Regions from separate parts of the Mus musculus genome. Here region 2 is linked to region 1. A link is a contact called in public promoter capture Hi-C data. All regions are on one chromosome and are shown on one strand. Each heading gives the region's core, a stretch centred on a gene start, on an enhancer-like site or on the middle of the called end of the contact. The rest is flanking DNA. Distances are from core to core; before and after follow the strand shown.

Region 1 (5,968 bases), core at 1,905-4,404:
GCAATGCCCAGCACTGCAGCCCCGCCCACACCTAGCACCAATCGAGCATTAGCCAAGAGGAAGTCCACCACACTGCCCAGGCCCTCGCTGCCGCTCTGTTTCCTCTGCTTCTGGGAGAACTCTGCCATGGTCACCTGCAAAGAGATGTAGTTCGTAAGGCATAGATGCTTAGCAATGACCAAGAGGGTGGTTTCTGGGGACCCGTGAGAAAGGGGCTGCTCAAAGAGTTTCTTGGAGGGAATCAGGGGACCTGCCAGCCCCCTCCCTGAATCCTGCAAGCCTCCAAGCCCTGGAAAAGGGTTCATATAGGAAGGATCCAGGCCTTTCTCCTGACTCCACCCCAAGACCTTGGGAATCTGGGTTCAACATCACCACCCTGAGTCTACAAAGACAAAAGTTGCCAAGCCACAAACTGAGTGCTAAGGTCTGGGATTCACAGCACAGCCCCCAGACTCTTCCACTCCCAAAGCCTGAGTATTTTCCCCATGCCTCCTGGTCGAGTTCCCTCACTCCTAATCAGAACCTACCCAGAACAGCCATACTGTGTGAAAACCAGTCAGGAGGAACCCAAAGGCCCAGAAATACTTGTAATATGGGTTTCCAGAAAGTTTGCCTGGGTGGGGCCTGTCAGACCTTTGATAGACCCTTAGCAAATTCAGGAATCTAGATAGTGGCCCCCCCAGACCTTGACAAGAAAACTACCTGGGCTAGGGCAACCCCATCAGAGCCAGGCTGAAGGCCCCAGGGTGCAGTGGTGAGTGAAGTAGGCTTAAATAAACACTGAATCAGGACAAGCTGGCCAGGGCCCATGGACTCGGAACAAAGTTGGAGAGGGTAAGAAGGTGAGAGAAAGGCCCGGAGCCAAGGGCTTCTGTTTATTTGTACGACCGCACCAGTAAGGACTGGGAAGTGTGTGACTGGCCCAGTCAGGAACTTGGGAAAAAGTCACAGAAATCCACAGGCCCAGGCCACTAAGCCAGAAAGGTCATTGCCTGCCGGGGCACCAAGGACTTCAGCCCTTCTTTCAGGGCCATGGTTGCCTTGGGACTCAGTTGCCAAGTGACAAGATGCCTAGAGTAGCTGAAGCCTTAGGCACTGTGTGACTCAGCTGAGACACCTGTCCATGCTCCCCAGACTAAAAATAAGACCCTGTCCTCGAGCCTGGTAAGGTCAAAGGGCAGCCAGGGAGCCTACTCCAAGCTCAGAAACAGCTCTGCTCTGTTACTGCCCACCACTGCCCTCAGAGCAGTAAGCCACTCTGCAAATGGAAGGGGCTTGCATTCCATCACCTGTCTAAAGTGGGACTCAGCCCTACACCTAGAGGGGTCTTGTATTCAAACTCCAGTAAGAAAGGAATAAAATAGGTGACTAAATATAACCCACTTAGGCCCTATGTGGTGGTGCAGGCCTTTAATTTCAGCACTGAAGAGGCAGAGGCAGTCAAGGCAAGCCTGGTCTACACACTGAGTTGGAGGATAGCCAGAGTTACATAATAGAGCCTCTATTCAAAACAAAACAAAAATAACAAAATAACCCGACTCTTGACAGCCTGAACTTCACCTGTTCTTACATTCTGGCCAAAGCTGATTGCTTCTGATCATGACTGAGCAGAAACGTGTAACCAAATAGGCTCTTAGACTCTATTCAAGAGCGAAGTCACTGTGGCCCTGGAAATCGTGTGCAATACCCAAGTCGGGAAGAGGCACCGCTGGGATTCGAACTCTGCTCTTCAGTTCCCAAGTCCTCCCTCCCACCGCAGTGACCGCAGGCCACGCCCCCACCTGCCCCGGGATGCGCGCCACGCCCAGTGCTGGGAGACACCGGGCCACCCGGTGCGCTGTAGCCGTACCTGCGTCCGAGCGTCAGCGCATGGACCCAAGGACAGGGCGAGTAGGACCCTGGAGGCCCAGGACTCGCCTAGGAATGGAACGTTCAAACCCCGGGAACCGAACGCCGAGGCCCGAGGCGGCAAGTGACCCGAAAGGCACGCTGGATAAGCAGGCCTTCGCTCCAATCCGAGCGCACAACTCCTGCGCACACGTGCTCAAAACGGAGCAGCTCAGCCAATGATCGCCAGGCACGCCCCGGGACCGTCTGGGGCGGAAACCACAAGCATACTCCGGATTTAAAGGCGCAAGGTTATATTGATAGCGCAAGGGGGGCGGGGGAGGTGGTGAGTGTGACAATCATTCAGGGGCTTGTCTAGTTTACTTACTTTCGGGTGTTTTGTTTCTTGAGAAAGGGCCTCACACTAAAGCCACAACTGACATCGAATTCTCAGCAGTCGTACTTAGTCTCACATCTGACCTTGTGTGTACTTGTAATGAGAGCCTCAGTGTGGAGTCTGAGCTCATGGTCCCTTGGTGGGCCAGGCAGACAAAACTGCAGTTAGCCCAAAGGCCCACATTCTGCCTCTCAAGTTCGCCCCTGTTAGAGTGCCTGGTGGTTCCATTTCCGTTTGGCCTGCCTGACACATAATGGGAAAAGAGCTCTGCCATCTGTCGTGGGAACTCTATCAGTCTCTTCCCTCCTGAAACCCGGGATGCCAGACCCTGGACTTCCATAGAACAGCTGTGTCTGTTTATGGGAAACCTACTGTATGCTGGCCAGGGCAAGATGGCCACTAAGAGCTTGGCCCAGGAGATATACACTGATCTAGAGCACAAAACAAATCAATAAAGAATGGTGACTGGAGTCCTGATGCCAAGGGAGAATTGTGAGTGTTTGTGCAGCCTGCTCTCTAAGCTGCCACATGTGAGTACTCTGGCAACTTTGGGGACCGTGTTACACATGATCAAAGTTGAGTCCTGAAGCTGAAGGATTAGGTCCCAAAGCCCCGGAAGTCTCACCACTACCACCACCACCACCACCACTGATCCCTCACACACAAACTGCCTGTGTCCCTGACGTTGTTACCACCATCACTCCTGGGTCACGGCCAGCCCCAGAGGCTACAGCAGCCCAAGCGACAGTGCCTGGACCCCACCCTCCACGTTCCGACAGGAGACTGGAAGTGTTGATCATCTCCAGCGGGACCCCTACAGGCCTCCCCAGAACTCTGGTCCCAGGGAGGCCTCGCAGCTCTGGGAGTCGCCTAGCAGCACTTCCCGCAGAGGCCGCGGCCGGGAGGCGGCGCGCGCGGGTTAAAGGGGCGGGGCCGGCGCTGACCCAGCCCGCGGCTCTCGGCCGCCCCGCGTCCTCCCTGCCCGTAAGAGAGCTGCGCCACCATGGAGGCCACCGGGGTGCTGCCGTTCGTGCGCGGCGTGGACCTCAGCGGCAACGACTTCAAGGTTAGCTGGGGGAGAAGGGGAAAGGCGACCCCTAGGCCGTCTCCCCGGGCCGCTTCCTCTGCGCTTCCGGGACCGGCGGGCGGGGCGGGCGGGCCTCCGCGAGTCTTCCCGGGCCTGCCCCGCCCGGGGCGGAAGACCTGGGCGGGGGCTCCGGGGGTCTGGGGCCGCGCGGGATTTGAGCCCTCAGGCCGCGAACCGGACCCCATGCCACCGAGGGAATACGCCCTAGCCAGCCACCGCCCCACACTGTGGTCTCGGGACGTCACTTCTCCCTCCGCGAACTCGGGGTTCTCTCCAGTCCTAGGGGCTCAGGAACAGCCCGTTTGGTGGCGTGTAATGGAAAGAGATCTGTTAGTAAGGAGTGTGACAGGTGCGCCAGGTCCTAGGCGGCAAGTCTGTTCAACTGCTAGACTAGGGGGACAAGCAGCCAGCAGCCCTGGTTCTTGACTATAAAGAGCCAGGCTATGGGCGTGGTGGTGCACGCCTCTAATTCCAGCTCTTGGGAGGCGGAGGCAGGTGGATCTTTGACTTCGTGGTCAGCCTGCTCTTAAAAGCAAGTTCCCGGACAGCCATAGCTATATCGAGAAACCCTGTCTTGACTTGAAGAAAAAAAAAATGTGCCGGCTAGACCCAGGCCCAAAGAGAGAAAAGCTGGCCCCGAAGGACAGCTCAGAAGCCTGGACCTTCTCCACCGCCTGGTCGAGTCCTTTAGATATCAGATTGGGGGATGCAGGAGGAGGTGGGCTCCTCCCGTGTTCACCTGCACACGGACACATGTTGGATCCCGTACACTGTGGGCATCACTTCATCCTGTCTACATACCCACCATCCTCACTTGTGGTCTCTATTCTCTCTCCACTGGGAACGTCTGAGTTACCTTAGGGAACGTGACTGGAAGAAGAGGTGTTACAGTAGCAAAAGGCAATTGAGCTTCATGCTGCTCAGATGTCAAAACTGCCAGGAGTAGCCTGGAGGGAGTGGCAAATGCCTTTAATTCCAACACTGGGGAGGCAGAGGCAGGCAGATCTCTGAGTTAGAGGCCAGCCTGGACACAAAATGAGTTCCAGGACAGCAGGGACTACACAGAGAAACCCTGTAATTGGGAGTTACAGGGGGACAAAACCTTAGGCTGGTGTGGTGGCACAGACCTTTAATTCCAGCATTCAGGAGGCAGAGGCAGGTGGATCTCTGTGAGTCTGAGGCCAGCCTGGTCTACAGAGTGAGTTCCAGGACAGCCAAGGCTACACACAGAGAAACCCTGTCTTTAATTTAAAAAAATAATTATTTATTATTTATATGTAAGTACACTGTATCTGTCTTCAGACACACCAGTAGAGGGTGTCAGATGTCATTACAGATGATTGTAAGCCACCATGTGGTTGCTAGAATTTGAACTCAGGACCTTCATAAAAACAGTCAGTGCTCTTAACCACTGAGCTATCTCTCCAGCCCCAAGAAACCCTGTCTTGAAAAACAACAAACAAAAAGGCCAGGGATGCTGAAGTGGGCATTGCATGTGAGGAATGAATGAATGAATGAATGACACTGTTCAAGGAACATTGGGGAGCTGGGCTCTTAGTGCAATCCCAGACAGCCAAACTGCCTTGGAACCCCAGGCAAAGCAATGTGAGTTCCACTAAGCACAGTGGAATGCTGAGGAACCCTTGAAACACACCAGGGACAGACTCCAGCTGGAGAGACACGTTTGGGCCAGGATGTTTGTCCTTTGGGAGCTTTCGTTTAGTGCCATTCTGTGAGTAAGAAAGAGAAATGTTCTCTAGGGACCACAGAAGGTGATGAGAGGAGGCACTCATCTCCTAGACTGTCCTCACCCTCCTGTTTCCTCCCCACCCCCCAGGGTGGCTACTTCCCTGAGAATGTTAAGGCTATGACCAGCCTGCGATGGCTAAAGCTGAATCGCACAGGCCTCTGCTACCTGCCTGAAGAACTTGCGGCTCTGCAGAAGCTGGTAAGGGATGTAGGCGGCGGGGCGCGGGGAGGGTCCTATCCTAGGGGCTAGGCCAGGTTGGCATACTCTGCAAAAAAGGGGAGTGGAATCAAGAGAAAACAGAAATAGCTGTGGGTGAAGCTGATGGTGTGTGTGTGGGGGCACATCCACCTGGGAGGTATGCAAGGCAGGTGATGGTGTGTAAAGGAGAGGGGACTGTTGGGATGGCCTTCCCAGATGGTGCAGTTACAGGGCTGCAGGCAGGGGCTGGATACCTTAGGTCCCCACCTGAACCTTTGACTCTTGTCCTGTCCAGGAGCACCTGTCTGTGAGCCACAACCATCTGACCACGCTTCACGGCGAACTGTCTAGCCTGCCTTCGCTTCGGGTGAGTGTTCGCCTGGGCTGCGGTAGGGTCAGGCGCGGGCCAGTGTCTCCACCCTCCTCCCCTCTGTGCCCGTGTTGCTGCAAGAGAGCTCATATGAATGGGAGAACTTTCTGAGAGAAAAGAGAGGACATTTCAAAACCCACCACCTCTCTGGATGGCTGTGAACACAGCAGTGTAGGCAGAACACAGTACTAGGCCACATTAGTGTGTCTAGTGTGCTTCTAACCTACCACATAGGTAAAGACTCTAGCCACACAAAAGTCACCCCCAGACAGCAGTGTAGCTGGTGTGACTGGGCCTAGAAGGTAGCTTGAAAATCAGGCCCTTGCCAGCCTTACAGGC
Region 2 (5,968 bases), core at 2,186-4,685, 1.2 Mb before region 1:
AAATATGTAGGAATATAAAATAAGCATATGAAACATTTACTGATAACAAACCACAGAGAAATCTATTTGAAAACAATTATTTGACAGAAGTAGAATTTTACCATTTATTTAAAATGAAAGCAAATTGGCACACATACAAGACGGGTATGCTTTTTTGTTTTTACACAAAGAATTAAATCTTGGCTAAATATTTAATACTGTAAGACAAAAAGCATCATCAATGTCTGTCAGAATTGAATATTTTGATTTTGTAATTGTTACACTGCCGCTTTGCCTAAAGGCATAGTACAACAAACTATGCATGTTTGGGGCCATTTCTGAGTTTTTGAGAATCTCTCTGTTAACGGCATATATATATATATATATATATATATATATATATATATATATATAAGAAAATCAAACAGAAAATTTGAAAATCAGATGTTCTAACACAACACAATCCAAAGATACACTACTTTGATATTTCCATGCTGTGGCATGATGGTAGGAAATATTGAACACTTTGTTTTCCACAGTGAAGACATTGTATTTCTATAGCATCAGGAAACTTGATAAGTACAGTAAATAACACTGCAATTCATAATATCCAGTAGTCTTAACTCTGATCTGAGGGGTTTCAAGCATCATTTATTGGTGGAGTTCTATGTGGGAAAGTACTCCCTCAGATTCCTAAGTGCATCGTGTTTTGTGTGTTCAGAAGCAAGAGTGCATAATTGTTGTTGTCATGTGACACAGCAGGGCAAGGGCTGACAGAAATATCTTGGGACTTATCCAACCTTTGAGCTTTAACTTTATTTTTAACTGATTTGTTTGATCACCTACAACTGGACCTCTATGTTAGGGGTAAACATGCTTCTCTGTGTGTGTGTGTGTGTGTGTGTGTGTGTGAGTGTGTGTGAGTGTGTGTGTGTGTGTGTGTGTGTGTGTGTGTGTGTGTGTGTGCATGCAGAGGCCAGAACAGGGCATCAGGTGTCCTCACCTACTTCTTTTGAGTTCTACAGTTCTGAGCATATCTTGCCCAGATTGGGGTCTTCCAAAGCAGGTACAAGTTGTCTGGAGTGGTTATAACTACAGTAAGACTTCCTGAAGTGGGAGTCACAGCTTCACCAACAACCCTTCTTCCTTCCTTCCTTTCTCTATCTTGTATTACCATTGAGATCCTAGGTCATTACAAAGAAACCCAAACCATCCTCTATAAACAAGACATGATGGTGGCAGGATCTCTTGTGGGGTGGTGGTGAGGTGTATGTGTGAAGGATTATGAAAAGTCTTAATTGTAAAGTGCTAGGAACATAGAGAGTACATCACAAGTTCTTAGTAAATAATGATTTCGATTAGCTGACTGCTATGTCTAGCTGTCTGAGAGATAGTGGAAATAATAAAACTTATTCAAGGAACTAACAAAACGAAGCAGTTTTTAAATATACAATTCTGCAGAAAGGGATGCCAGCAAAAAGAAAAGTCAAAAATTTCTGGTGCAATGCTTTGGTACAAGGCAGTGATTTTTAAGGTCCCCCCAATCTGGAGGGGTTTTAAGTTCCCTCTAATTCTATTCTTGTCTCCATTGGCTAGAACTTGCCCCTTTCCCAAATTTCCCATGTTATTGTTTTAGGACACAAAACCTTATCTAATGAATAGTTTGGGGCTTGAGATAGCACCCCTCCTCCTTTTCTGACCATGAGCAATAGGGTAGCAGACTACCTGTAACTTTTTTAGAGTTCTGTGACAAGCCTGCACCAGCCACCAGCTAGGGGGCCTATTGCTTTCTTCTTATCTGTAAATGGACTGTAACAATCTATTTCTCACAGAGAATAAAAGCAACTCCAGAATCTCTGGTAGGGGGGGCTCAAAGAATAAACCTCATTGGAAATTGAGTTGAAAAACACTTCCTCAACACTGATTTATGTTTATTTAGCCTGAGAGAATGAGTAAGGATTCTAGAAATCCTAATGGAGCCAGAGCCCTCCCCTCAACCCCATTGACTTTTTGCTCATTTAAGGGATTTTTCTCACTCATTCGTCTGGTGTTCCTCCTGCCCTGATCAGCTAACCAATAGTTAACAAATACAAAACAGTCTCTGCCAAGACTGGAACTCCAGAAGGGAAAGGCAAAGGAATAATGTAAGACACACCACCCATTCTGCCTAAGAACAGAGTAGATACTCTAACTGTGGATCCTTTGCAAGTGTTGTCTGTGCTCCTAATTGCTAAGCCATCGTTCAACGCCTTGTTTTGTTTTTATCTGTTTGAGACACAGTCTCACCTTGGCCTAAAATTCCCTAAGTAAATCAAGCTGACCTGGGACTCAGTGATCCACTGGCTTCTTTCTGCCTTCCAAGTGTGTTAAAGGCTTTCACCACCAGAGCACCTCCCCTGGCTTGCCTTAATATTCTTAGGCAAGGAAAGGTTTTCAAGGGTGGGCAGTGGGTGGGAATAGGGGAGGGGTATGCCCAGAGTGTAATATTCATTTCCAAATCATCTCAGACCTCCACACCATTACCTCACATGGGGCAACCACAGCCCTGCTCTCCTTTTCAGTTCCTGCCCAGCGTGACCTTGAAAGCTGGCCTAGTTTCCTCCATACCAAGAGCAAGTTTAAAGACTGTTACTAACCTGGAGGGTTTAGTATGGTATCTGTGCACGATGTTATAAATAAGTTTAGCTATGATGGTTTTTCATCATTTAGCAAACAGGCTTGGAAACAAAACTAGCAAACTTATTAACCTGCTCTAATAATATGGTTAAGACTCCAGGCTTTACTTAGTTCCTGTTTTAACACACCGAATAATCAGGCAAGTTGCCGCTTCTGCACTTGTTTTTCCTTCTGTCTCAGGTAGACTTTGCTGATCCAACATAAAAATCAGCAACTGTGTGCATCACGAGTTCCTGGTTCGCTTTTGACAGTAGTTGTAGCTATAGTGGCCATCCATCCAGGGCGCTAAAGGTGGGTAAGCTTTAAGAAAGCCAGAAGATTTATAGGAAGGTGGCTTTCGAATAAGAACGGAAGAAATAGCCCTCTGTTGAGGCTCAGGTTGCTGGCTCTTTCTGTTTTGAGCATCTGTAGGGATTTCATCTGAAAATGAGCCTACCACTCTTTTTCTCCTTCCTTCCTGAGGTCACTTTGAGGGAGGGAGCTTCGGGAGCTACATAAGAGCAGCTCCTCGTCCTGCAGGCTCGCCTGCATCCCCCGGGGACCTGGCAGGGTAAAGCTGCCAAGCAGCCTGCGGCATTTAGCAAGATTCCGCGAAAAGGCTGCGCAGCAGTGCTGGCGGGGGCTTCCCGAAGAGGAGGAGGTTCAGCAAAGAGACGCTGTCATCCGAAGCCTCCAGGGGGAAGGGCTCGCGGACTCGAGGACGCCAGGTCACGTGGGCTGAGCGGGCGCGCGCCCCGGCCCCGCGGGAGGAGGTGCGCAGGAGGAGGCGGGGCCGGGGCCTCCCGTGAAGCCCCGCGCGCGGACGGACCGGAACTCTAAGCGGGTGGCTTGTTGATAACATGGCGGCAGCAGCTGCCGGGGCATCCCGAGGTGGCGGCAGCGCCCACACCCGGAAGAAGGGGCTGTTTTCGGACTAGTGCAGCGGCTCCTGCGGCCCCGGAAGTCCCGGCCAGCTGCTGAATGAGGGGAGCCGGGCCCTCCCCGCGACACTCCCCCCGCGCCCTCCGCCCCGACCCGGGCCCCGCCATGTCCTTCTTCCGGCGGAAAGGTAGCCGAGGGGTCGCCGGCGGGGGGTGAGCCGGGTCTCGGGCAGCGGTGGGGCAGCAAACCTGCAAGGGTTTTGTCAGGGCGGCCGCGAGGCTCTCGATGAGCCGCTCGGCCTCGGCGCCGACACCCGCGGTGCAGTGTGCTGCCCGGGACTCCGCAGGGAAGAAGGTGGCCTCCTCAAGCGAGGTCGAGGGGCATTGTCGCTTTGGGCCAAAAGTGTCTGCTTAAACCCATAGAAATTAACACCTGTTGGCTAAAGAAAAGGTTTTCCTGGTGTGTTTGGTTTCTGGAGGTTTGTATGTGTGTGTGATCCACGCGCGCACTGTGGATGAAGATCAAGGAAATCCCTTTACTTATAGGAAGTCTTGACTTTTCCGAATATTGGGGGGGGGGGGTTATACCTAAAACCACGTGCAACTGTTATTTCTTCAACTAGCGCTATTTTCTAGTTTCCTCTTTTGGGGGCGGGGGTGGAGAGCGGAAGGGGGCCCACTGTTATTCCTAAAATAAAATTTCTTACTACTGAAGTTCCGTATTCAGAAGACTACTGCTTTTGATGATTGAGCAACTTTACTAATTATTGAGACCGTTGCTGCTACTATAAACGAACTACTTAGATTTCGGATGTCCAGTTGTAAAAGCTTACTTAGTTTTTAAAGTAGAGGCAAGGTGATTTTGATCCTGGAAAGGGTTATGGTATTTCATTAAATATACATACACAAATTGATCAATCAAATCTCTTTAGGTGGAGGTGGTTGTATCTCTTCATTCTTACTGAGAAGATGTATCAGACAGACTTTTTTTTTTTTAAACATAACACCAAATCAGACTTGTATTCACGTGATAGCTTTTTCATAAACTCTGTAACCCGAAACAGCCGGTTAACCCACTTTTTTTCCAGCTGAGAATCAGATGATTCCTAAAGGCCTCATAGGACTGAGGCTGTCTGTTGATGCTAGGTGAGGGAATGAATGAAACTGGTAAATAATAGGAAGCTTTATCAGTAAAGTGTCTTAATATCTCTGGAGTTGTTAATGTACCTAGGTTGACAGTGTTGTGGTGCTTGTTTTTTAAGGGGGGGAATGCATTCTAAGTATGGGACTAATTCAAGTTGAACAACAGACTTCTGTCTGTTCATTTAACACACACTGTCGAGTGTCCAGTCTGCCAGACACTGTCTTAGGGTGTCATGAAATAGTTATATGGACGTAGTCTCTGTACCTATGAAACTCATTGATGCTGAAGGCAGGCAATAAATAAGGCCAAAAAAAAAAGTGTGTATATACTTACAAATTGAATGATGTGTAATGAAAGACTAATTTATGAAGAAAAACCTATTTTGGTTGGATGTTAGAAGAATTCAGTATGTAACCTTGAAACGTAAAACTAGAGGATCAGTAGTAGAATGTAACTTTAGAGAGGTCAGGAAAGACACTGGAGGTACCAGGAATAAAGAGCTGGTGCCCTTTAGGAAAGGCAAGGTGGCCACTGTGGCTGAGGCATAGAGAAGCAGATAGGCAGACACCACATTATCGAGAGTTTTATTCCAAATGCAGAGAGAATATATTGTAAAGCTTTTGAAGAGAGGTGACCTTACAATAAAGGGTGATCTGATTATTTGCTTAGAAAGTTTATTCTAGAGCCAGATGCTCAGCAGATAAAGACCCTTGCTGTGCAGCCTAACCATCAGAGTTAGAGCCCCAGGACCCACAATGGTGGAGGGAAAGAGTAACTCCCATTAAGTTGTCCTCTGACCTCCACACATGTGCTGTGTGGTACATCCACTCCCACAAAATAAATAAATGTACTTAAGGAGTAAAAAGATTATTCCAGATGATTTCTGGAGATTGAATGTGGCAAGAGAGCTAGAAACAACCTTTTTGAGGGGTTGGGAGTCAAGACAGTCTGGCTTTGTAGTCCTGGCCTTAGCATTTCCTGTTGAGATGGGGACCTTGTGGACATTCTTCTTCCTCTAATTTAGTATTTGGATTATAGGCATGTATCACCACACCCAACCTCTGAAAACAGCCTCATAAAGATCCTTCAATTTAATTTTCTTTCTTGTTAGAGGTTTATCATATTTCATTAAAAATGGTAAATCTAAAATCAGGAAAAGAGGGCTGGAGGTGGCTCAGCCCTTCAGAACTTATGTTGTTCTTACACAGAACCTGGGTTTAGTTCCCAGAACCTTCATGGCAGCTTAGAACCATCTGTAACTCCAGGTCCAGGGACTCCCCTACTCTTCTCTGGCCTCCTTGGCACTTGG

The links. Capture Hi-C pulls out chosen DNA fragments and counts their contacts.
Region 2: a promoter capture Hi-C map of liver shows a contact between it and region 1, with 3 times the contacts expected there. The contact joins the promoter of Akap10 here to the promoter of Flii in region 1. A contact is called at or near these places in 1 of 39 promoter capture datasets (liver) and 1 of 9 other capture datasets (liver).

What each region holds. Positions count from the first base shown.
Region 1 is chr11:60,724,449-60,730,416 of GRCm38.p6, reverse strand. Flii (flightless I actin binding protein) reads left to right here and starts at 3,154. Exons shown (of 30, transcript NM_022009.2): 1 at 3,154-3,290; 2 at 5,149-5,259; 3 at 5,555-5,626. The coding sequence starts at 3,228. Mief2 (mitochondrial elongation factor 2) reads right to left here and starts at 2,019. Exons shown (of 4, transcript NM_001009927.2): 1 at 1,850-2,019; 2 at 1-134. The coding sequence starts at 128. It overlaps Mir5100 (microRNA 5100), which reads right to left and starts at 1,754; the gene lies at 1,691-1,754.
Region 2 is chr11:61,927,724-61,933,691 of GRCm38.p6, reverse strand. Akap10 (A kinase (PRKA) anchor protein 10) reads left to right here and starts at 3,435. Exons shown (of 15, transcript NM_019921.3): 1 at 3,435-3,703. The coding sequence starts at 3,616.